Linked DNA regions of Triticum aestivum: all the other regions are linked to region 1. Evidence: chromatin contacts called from public Hi-C data. All regions are on one chromosome and are shown on one strand. The core of a region is the stretch at or near the end of the contact, and the rest is flanking DNA. Distances in the headings are between cores, read along the strand shown.

What was found. A called contact is a pair of places that touch in the nucleus more often than the background predicts.
Region 2: a Hi-C map of leaf shows a contact between it and region 1, with 4 times the contacts expected there. The contact joins the enhancer-like site here to the promoter of LOC123099012 in region 1. A contact is called at or near these places in 2 of 5 Hi-C or Micro-C datasets (both in leaf).
Region 3: a contact with region 1 is called in a Hi-C map of leaf, with 3 times the contacts expected there. The contact joins the enhancer-like site here to the promoter of LOC123099012 in region 1. A contact is called at or near these places in 2 of 5 Hi-C or Micro-C datasets (both in leaf).

Annotation. Positions count from the first base shown.
Region 1 is chr4D:498,971,750-498,974,865 of IWGSC CS RefSeq v2.1, forward strand. LOC123099012 (TVP38/TMEM64 family membrane protein slr0305) reads left to right here and starts at 1,641. Exons shown (of 5, transcript XM_044521120.1): 1 at 1,641-1,877. The coding sequence starts at 1,831.
Region 2 is chr4D:499,363,492-499,366,607 of IWGSC CS RefSeq v2.1, forward strand. No RefSeq gene overlaps it. Among protein-coding and RNA genes, the nearest start is that of LOC123099016, 5.8 kb to the right of the region's middle. Within about 2 kb of position 1,645, at least 7 of the 8 cell types and tissues checked have an H3K27ac peak or open chromatin away from gene starts, as enhancers often do. A contact at or near this core is called in leaf, where this site is marked.
Region 3 is chr4D:499,241,740-499,244,855 of IWGSC CS RefSeq v2.1, forward strand. No RefSeq gene overlaps it. Among protein-coding and RNA genes, the nearest start is that of LOC123099015, 60 kb to the left of the region's middle. Within about 2 kb of position 1,607, at least 7 of the 8 cell types and tissues checked have an H3K27ac peak or open chromatin away from gene starts, as enhancers often do. A contact at or near this core is called in leaf, where this site is marked.

The DNA of each region.
Region 1 (3,116 bases), core at 391-2,890:
AACGGTTATGCTCCCCGCCGCTCCTTCGGCGAGCTCCCAACGCACTCCAACCACTACATTGCGACCTCCTCCATCATTCTTTTGTTGCAAGGGCTATTGGAGTCGTCATGGGCACTGACCGGTGCTTCGCGAGCAGTAGCCAACGAGGGACTGCCTGCACGCAGTGACTGCTGCTAGCTGGCGTCGATGTTGCTGCTACCACGCTATGTGGACTTGGAACCAACACGACGAGGTGCTACTACAATCGACGTGCGTCCGTGCTTCAACTTGCACACAACAGTGCTAGGATCGACACGTCATGTTGCTACGACCAGTGTGCGGCAACGACGACCATTGTCGTTCGATGTCGACGGCTGCAACCGGCGACGACAAATGCTACAACCCTCCACCGTGATGCTCTTACCCGCGCGGGGACGGCGCCACGAGAGGTGATGGAACTGGTAGGCGGATTGCTGGAACCGTAATCCCCGGATGCTACCATGACGACTCTCGGATGCTGCATCCATGACGACTCTCGGATGCTGCATCAATGACCACCACGCGCTGGACCCGTGGCCACCGGATGCTGCATCCACGCCCACTAAATGCTGGGACCAGCAGAGATGAGTGCTGGCAACCCACGACGTTACAGCTGCGGCAACCGTCGACGTGCCGCGAAGGCGTTCAAGACGGCGGCACGGTGGGCAGCCACAGGGAATGCTTACAATCACGACGCTGGAGGCTGCTATGGTGGACAGCCAACTTAGGGGCGCGGCTAATTTTTGCGAGAGTTTAGGTACCCGCGGCGTGCAGGGGATGAGCGTGGGTTGGAAGAAACCAACAAAAGGGGGTGTGTCGCTTTGATCTGACGGCTACGGCTACAGGAGAGGGCATCCAACGAGCTGGGAGCGACCGATCGAAAATTGGGCTGGCTGACTGGCGCATAGCACTGGCCTTTAGCAATTGAAGAAAATAATAAAATAATCTACCGCGTTGCTGCAAAATGCAAACTATTGACCGATCAAACCAGAAGATTATAAAGCATGTTATCCAAGGCATGAGATATACTAGTAGTGCCTTTGAACACAAGGAAGCGAGTTGCAGTTGTCAACTCTCGACCGTATTATTCTCGCATATATCGTTCGTCTTCAAAGTCCGCAGCCAAGGTGCGACAAACGTACCAGGAACCAGATACCGTAAGCAGCACTGAAAATGGTACTTCCTCCGTACACTAATATAAAAGCGTTTAGACCACTACATTAATGATCTAAACAAATACTCTTATATTAGTTTACAGAAGGAGCAGTGATCTAAACGCTCTTATATTATTAGTTTACAGAAGGAGTAGTAAAAAGAAAAGAATTTCTAGAGGCAAAAGAAAAGTCCCAGCTACTGGTCAAAACAGATTCATTCATCGGCGTGTTACGACTCACGGCGTGATACGTGTCACGTGGTGGGAAACTCGAATTTCACGAGCGAGCGGCACGGCAGTCGGCACGAGGACCTCCGCAGCTCGGCTCCCTGGGTGGACCCGCCGCGCCAGAGACACGAGTCGCACCCCGTCGAATATTCCGCTTCCCCGAGGGCAGGGGCAGTTTCGTCCCGCCGTCCACGTGGGCTAACCAACCGGTCCAACCCCCAATAGTGCGGGGCATTCAGGTACTTTCCCCGGCCCCGCCCAGCATTTTTGCCTTTTGCTTTTTGTTTCGCATTCGCAGTACGCGCTCTCTCTTTTCCCCTCTCCCCCCTCCCTTTGCCGCTTTCATTGTTCCCCTCCGCCGCGAGCTTCCAGAAGCGACGGAGAAGGGGAGGAGGAAGAAGCAAAGCTCTGGATCGATCTCCGCCCTCGGCATGGCGCGCGTGCTCCCTCTTGACATTGAGCCCGGGGAGGCACCCAGGTAGCGAGCGCGCACCTCTCCTCTCTCCAGCCGCCGCGGTCTCGGCTGCTTTTATTGATTTTTTCCTGCTCGGATTTTCATTTTTGGGCGAGCGATTCCGGCGAGAGGCTCGTCTCCTCTAGGCGTCAGGGCTTGGGTGGTAAGCAGTTAGGTCGCGGCCAGATTCCCGTTCGGAGGTTTATCAATCTGTTATTCCCTTGTTACTGCCCCAAACATAGGTTTAGGTACGCCAAATCGTGGCTTACTTTCGCTGTAGCTACTACCCATCTCGAGGCCGCCTTCCAAGCGAGCGGAAACGGGGTCATCTTGCTTTGCTATTATTCTTTGGTTATTATTCCCATCCACCTTTGTTACTAGTTTGTTGGAACAAAAATGATAAAGTAGTGATTAAATAAACGAAGTACTACTAGTACTAAGATTTTTGTGTGGTTCTCGTCTGGCATACTGGCCCCCCACCCCACCCCACCTGCTGCTGCTCACTCTGCTCCTGCAGCTGGCCATCCACCGCTGTCTGTCTGGGCGGTGGCTCCGGGATGGGGATCATTTCACGCTGCCGCCCACCCACCATTGATTAGAGCTGTGGGGCATGGGATTGCTACCTGTTACTACCAGCCTAATCCCGTGCACCAGCTATGTTTCAATATGACCCATGCATTCGGAACTTAGGAGGAATGACAGCAAAGAGGAGCGATCCTTTTCAGATTCTTAGTACCTAACGATCTTACGCTTGGTTTATGTCATCTTTTTCCTCATCCTCGGTTGTCCAAAGTTTCCGTAAATCTTGGTTTCCTTAAAAATTGCACATCTCATAGACATTGTAAGTTTGCAATTTCAGCAAACATGTATCTGCAGTTCTTAGTTTGATATGTGGGGTGAGGTTGGGATTTTGGATGAAAATGGTCGGATCTTGGTCCAAGGGCTTAAAAAGGTGACTGAGGTTCTAGCATAATTCAGGCAACTTATGAGCATGTTACATTCTGATATTGGCTTCAGATTATATGATCTTATTTTCCTTTCGGTTGTTGGTTGGGTTCCCTGTGCCCGGGTACCATGGTTTTGAAGATAACAGGTGTCTCATGAGCCCAGGATTCATTTAGGAATCCTTGTAGCACAGATCTCCATTCCTACTTGGACTAGGATATGAGTCACATTACTCTTAAGTTTTGCTTTGAGAAGGATCTAATGATGTATCCAGTTTGGGAATCTTACTTACATTAGCATGTTACATCCAATGCTACT
Region 2 (3,116 bases), core at 395-2,894, 390 kb after region 1:
CGTATTTTCATATTTTAATATGTTTCTTCTACTAGCAATTTGTCCCATTTTGCAGAAAACAACTATTATTCGACTAATAGTGTTTTGATATCTCATTGAACATATAGAAAAGGCGAGCTGATTGTAATACTTTTGATATGTGCCCTTATAATAGCCAATTTATTCACAGTTTGAGCGCACATATTGTGAACATATAGAAATTGAACGTATAGAAAAGGCGAGAAATTGGCTATTCATAAATTGGTTATTACCCAGAAAAGGCGAGTATGTTCACAATCCAAATGCAAGCATGTGCATGTAGATGCAATATTTTTGTAACAATTAATGTACACCTATCATCAGGCTCCACTAATTAATGTCGGTGGGCCGTTGAAATCAACTAGCACCCACACAAATCGAGCATGCTTACAATTATAAAATATAATCAAATATGTTTTTCTGGATAATATAATATATTTAGTTTACTTAATAGCGTGGACAAGGATGCGTTGTGGTTACATTTGAATATTTATGCAACATTTTCAGTGATTTTTTTTTGCATGTTTTTGCTTTTGATGTGTTCATGTTATTTGATTTTTTAAGCAATGTGTTTAGTTAAACATTAATTTTTACAACAATATGCGTGTGTCATTGTCAATAAAAATTGTTCTCGCAATATGTTTGACTTAATATACAACAGTATGATGTTTATGGTAATGTCTCGACTCCAGCAATATCAAAGGTAGTAAAAATGTGTAAAAAATGGTAACTTCTTATGAATGCCAAGGAGAAAAATGTATGTTTCACCTACACTCCCCTGGTAAAAAATGATTTGTGCATGAGTGATCACTACCTCAAGCAAATACGAAATGAGTTTGGTATTCTCGCAAAAAAAAGTTGAGTTTGGCAAAAATCAGTTCTTTTTTCAATGCGAGAACATTAGATAGAGTTTGTTTGCTGTTGATCTGACAACACAAATCACGGCTTCCAATCTCAAAATTCGAGCCCACACAAATATCACATTTGGTTGGCAGGAATCAACATTGTCTCATCACTCGGTGACAAATAATTATTGTGGTCCCATAGAAAAATAAAATAATAATGTGGAACGAGTACTTAAAAACAAAAAGAATTAGATGATTGGGTCCATAATGTGCTTCCCTGGTCTACCACTAAAATTCTACAACATTCTTTTTACGAAATGCAGTCGGAGCTGCTTTCATTCCGATTAGAAAAGTGAGACAGTTACATCGATGGTAACTAAGGAAATCAAAAGAAGAACGAAAATCCGTTTCGAAAAAAAAAAGAAGAAGAACGAAAATCAATGGAGAGACGGTTAGTCAGGCTAAAAGGGTGTGTGGACCAACGCTTGAACATACGTTCTGCCCGTGCTCACCCATAGGCTAGCTTCCATCATCAGCTTGGCGAAGATAGCTTGAGTTCATGATATGGCGAGTAAATTGCAAAAAAAACCATCACAATTGTGGACCCTAAATCAAAAAACCACCACGTTTCTTTTTTTGTAAAAACCCACCGGCATTGTGCTGACAGCTTACCGAAAGCACTGATCAATCGATTAGAGCCGCTTGACGCTGAATCTGACAGGTGGATCCCGTTGTCAGATCGACGTGGCACAAGGCCAAACAGAGCGCGAGGAGACGGACATTAGGTGACCCAGTCAACCCCTGCTCTGTCTCAGTAATTTCCACAAACACCTAGCAGGCATCCCGCCGGCCGCCCAGCTAACCAGCGGCAGGAGCACAACGCCGTCGCCGGCGGTGCAGGAATGCGTCCAGGGCGACCGAGTGTGAGGTGGCGCGGCCGAGCTATGGAGGCCGAGCAGAGAGGTTGCGCCGCACCAGGGCGCGCACGGGCAGTCGGGGCAATGGGCGGAGCTCGAGCCCGTCCTCTCAACCATGGCGCTCGGGAGGCCGCAGGGCGACCAATAGAGGAAGCGGACAAGGGGGAAACTAGGGGAGAGGAGGTGGCCTTGATCTGGGACCTCGACGGCGAGGTAGGAGGAATCAGGGAAGCAGCAGCAGCGGAAAATTTCATCAACGACGGCGTCCGGCCGGAGATGAAGAAAGGAGGGCATCATCCTGGAGTCGCTTTGCTCCAGTTACTTCAGCGAACCATTACAGCGCGGGATGGGGAGGACGAAGGACATGGCGGCCTCTCGAGGATGCTCCGGTGGTCGCGTGGACAAGCGTCAGCGCACGCTCGGGCTTGAGGTGATCGGCGTGGAGGAGGCTGACTGGAGCGGCTCCGTGAACGGACGAGGTCGGCGAGGGTCAGCGACGCGCTAGCACTGGCGGTAGATGGCTTCCCAGTGGCAGCGCCCATGGCACGGTGGTGGACGGCTTCTTCCCGGCGGCGGTGCGCATGGCGCGGTGGTTGACAAGCTCGGGAGGCGGCGCGCGCTGGAGCAGAGAGGGACGAGGCGGAGGCTCACAAGCAGGCCGGTGCTGGAGCCGGTGGTGCGCCGGTCGGATGCGGATGCACCTTCTTTTCCCCCGGCAGCGCTTATGGGTAACGAAGAACTACAGAGGCTGACGTGTGGGTCCCATGTGCAGCTTCTTGTACAGGCTAAACACCGTGAGATTTTGGTGTCACGTCAGCACTGACGAAGGGACCCACTAGTCAGATTTAGCATCAACAAGTGTTGATCTGATCGATTAGTGCTTTCTGCAAACTATCACCTAGAAACCGGATTTTTTTTTTGCAAAAAAAACGAAACGTGGTGTTTTTTGATTTAGGGTCTACAATTATGGTGGTTTTTTGCAATTTACTCTGATATGGCTCTGAAAGTCCTAGTGTTTCGCTTCAACCAGATCAACCACCATACAAGGGCAATGATTGATCTCTAAAGCGCAGGGAAGTGCGCTCTCACCACTCTACAAGAGAAGGTTCGTCAGTTTCAGTCGCAAGAGCAGCTGACAGGTTGGCCTTTCTGATGAAGACCTGCCAAAGCGCTTGCGCAAAGGGGTAGATAGCAGCAAGGAGGTGCAAGGAGGATTCATGCGATTGTATACAGAGGAGGCATGCTTGGTTGTGTGGCCAACCGCACTTGGCGCAAGGTTGTCTGTAGTTAAACAGGACCCCTAGTCAGCCAGCTAAACGAAGAGCTTGCACTTCAG
Region 3 (3,116 bases), core at 357-2,856, 270 kb after region 1:
GCTCCTCCACCTCATGTGAACCCGCGCCGTGCCATTCTCTCCTCCCTAGGGCTGCCAAGGAGCAGGGGTACACCGAATCAAACAGTTGCAACGGTGCCCGTGACACGATGACAACGAGGGGTCGCCGGTTCCGTTCTGGACTCGGTGGGATTGCCCTTTATCTCTAGTGGTCTAAATGGTCTTATATTTGTTTACAGAGGGAGTAGTACCTACTGCACTGAAGGTCGGGGTGCCCGTTAGGGAGTTTTAATTGCTCAGAAGTGAAAAGCTTCTCGGGTGTTTTGTAATTTACTGGATATTCGAGTCAAACCCGTCTTCTGAGTCCGGATACCAGCATAGGGCAACTCTACTTGCTTATTATTGCAACAAAACAATGGATTGTAAATAGCAGAAGCATTGGGCATAGCAAAGAGAAACTAGCCGGATAGAAAACATAATCAAAACAATACATGTTAAATTATGTACTGGTTATGATATATAACAATCATTTCATAGTTGTGGAGAAAAATGATTGGAATTTTGATAGATATATATCAAGGACGTGACACAAGGTAAACTAACCCATGATGATGTCCCATGTGGAGATGTGTCTCCGGCGGATCTCGCGGGATTCGGTCGGTGTTTATCTTCGGTGGATCCACTTGGATCTGGCCTTCATTCGTCGGTCTCCATGTGTCTTTGGATCCTTCCATTTTACACTTCTATTTATCGGCGGCGGTTACTGTTCTGGTGCGGTGGTCCTATTGGGTCTTAGCACAACGACTTCTCGGCTGTCTACTACAACAAGGTTTGCTCGGCCTCAGCAAGGGAGGGACGATGTTGGTGGCATGCCTTCGGCTCGCTGCAGTACTTGTAGTCGTCGCTAGTTGGTCTACAAACCTGAATGTAATGCTTAATTCCAGTCTTCTTTGTACTACCTTGAAAGATGATGAATAGATTGAAAGTTTATCTGAAAAAAAACCCTCCTCCGCGAGATCCCATGACCGATTGAGGCATCCTCCACGATCCCATAACCTGTGTGTATGTTTTCTGTTAAAGCTTAATTAACTTGTGTTAATTATAAGGGAATCTCCCCTTGTACCAACCGCACGCAGTTGCCTCGCGTCGGTTCCTGCCATCTCTTCCCAGCGGATGCCTCTTCAATGCATCCCTTCTACTTGTATAAACACCTTCAATCACCTAATGAAAGAACACCCATTCACTTTTGCATCTGTCTTGATTGTCTCTCGTTCTCTAGTTAAAATATTTTCTATACAAAAATGCTTGGCCTGCGGGCTGCGGCCACCTTCGCCTAGCTCCAAAACACAATGGCAGCAGCAGCAGCAGCAGCGTAGATAAGCCAAGGAATTGATCCTCTACTTGCTTCTTGGGAGCCGCGCGAGCGCAGTCACTGTGCGCTGGCTGGTAGGTGGTCGTCTGGGCCCGCGTCGCAGCGGGTGACATGGTGCGCGCTCGCGGCGGAAGATATACACATTCCGCGCTGCTGCAGGCCTGCATGCACAGCTGGCCCGGCCCGCAGCGTGCAGTTTTGTCCTGAGTATAGGCTTACGTGCACTGGCTTCCTTACCCACCAGTCACTGGCATTCCGGCTCCACAGGGTGGTGGCCCGGCTGGCAATGCTAAGCTCAGAGGAATTAATAGCAGGGAATGAGAGCCTGCGCCGACACTGCCACGCTGTCCGCCGCTGCCATGGCCACGCCTCCTGCCAGGTGGGCCCCGCGGTGGGGACCCAGAACTTCGCTGCGGGGACACCACAGTTGCTCCTCTGTTCCTACATCCAGAGGCTTTCATGGCTTGTGTACCTGCTGCTGCTGGCCTCTCTCCCGTGGCACTGCCGTTGAGGGAGTACTGTGTCGGCACAGTGTGAAATTTTGTGAGAAAAACTGTAAAAAAAATACGGCCAAAAAAACTGTAAAAAAGGATAATATGTGGAAGCGAGTTATTTTCACGACTTGTCCTCAAGCGATTTATGGTCTCGCTTGAAAAAGTTTATGGCGTGTTCGGTTAGTTACCACTTGTTCCATGAGATCCAAGCCAGAACTCACAATATTGTGGTTGGCACATCTAGTGATCGGCACATGAGTTCTAGAAAGTCCCAAATTAAGCTAGTGTGGTTGCAAAGATTTTACGAAAAGGTGGTTTAGCTGTGTGTTATTGGAGAGAGCCACCCTCATTGTCAGCATGTATGGCTGTTTCACCCGCAAAAAATAGACAACATGTATGACTGTCACTCATTTGTTCTTGCGTCGAGTGGTTTCCATGGCTTGTGTACCCGGGGAACGTATCGGTGCACCGGCCCGGTTCATGCACAAGATGCGCCCGTGATAAATGAATGAGCCATTGGATAGAAACCTAGGGGAGATGATATAGCTGAAGATAGCTGGCACATTTGCGAAATAGTCCTTTTATTCCACACTCATTATCTCAGTCCCCCATCAATAAGTGTGTCTGTTTTCTTTTTCAAACAAAAAAGGGTCATATATTTTGAACCGAATGTCTGATTTTGAAACCGTTTGACCGCCATCTTTGTTTCAATGAGTTTTTTGAAACAAGATTAATGTCGATACATTCTCTGTGTACTAGCCCATCCCTACCGTCAAGAAAGAACTATGTTATAATAAGTTGTTTTGCGGGTAGATTTAACTAGTAACAAAAACCCGGTATCCGCAAATGAATAAGGTAATTATTTTTGCAACTTGTCGCAAACAATCATGATTTTACTAGTATTGAAAATTCACGCTACTTGTGTACTTACCTTTTTAGTTGATGTAGTTATCATTTCTGTCCGAGTAGCAAGACCTGAGGTAGAACTTGTGAAGGGATATTTACACTTCTTTGCTTCCCATTAGGCATGTGGTGACCACGGTGATATTACGTTAGCTTTGAAAAATTCCGTATTCACCTAGCGGCAGCAACAATATAGAAAAGAACCACGGTTGAGATGCCCAGGTGTATATATCCTTTATTTATTTATTTATTTATTTATTTCAGGTGTATATATCTAACTATGTAATAAAATATACTCCCCCGTCCCATAATATAAGATGTTATTAGAACTGATATACAAGTATTCTCATATATCGGTTGTAATAACATACTCATATGTCTTGGCTCTA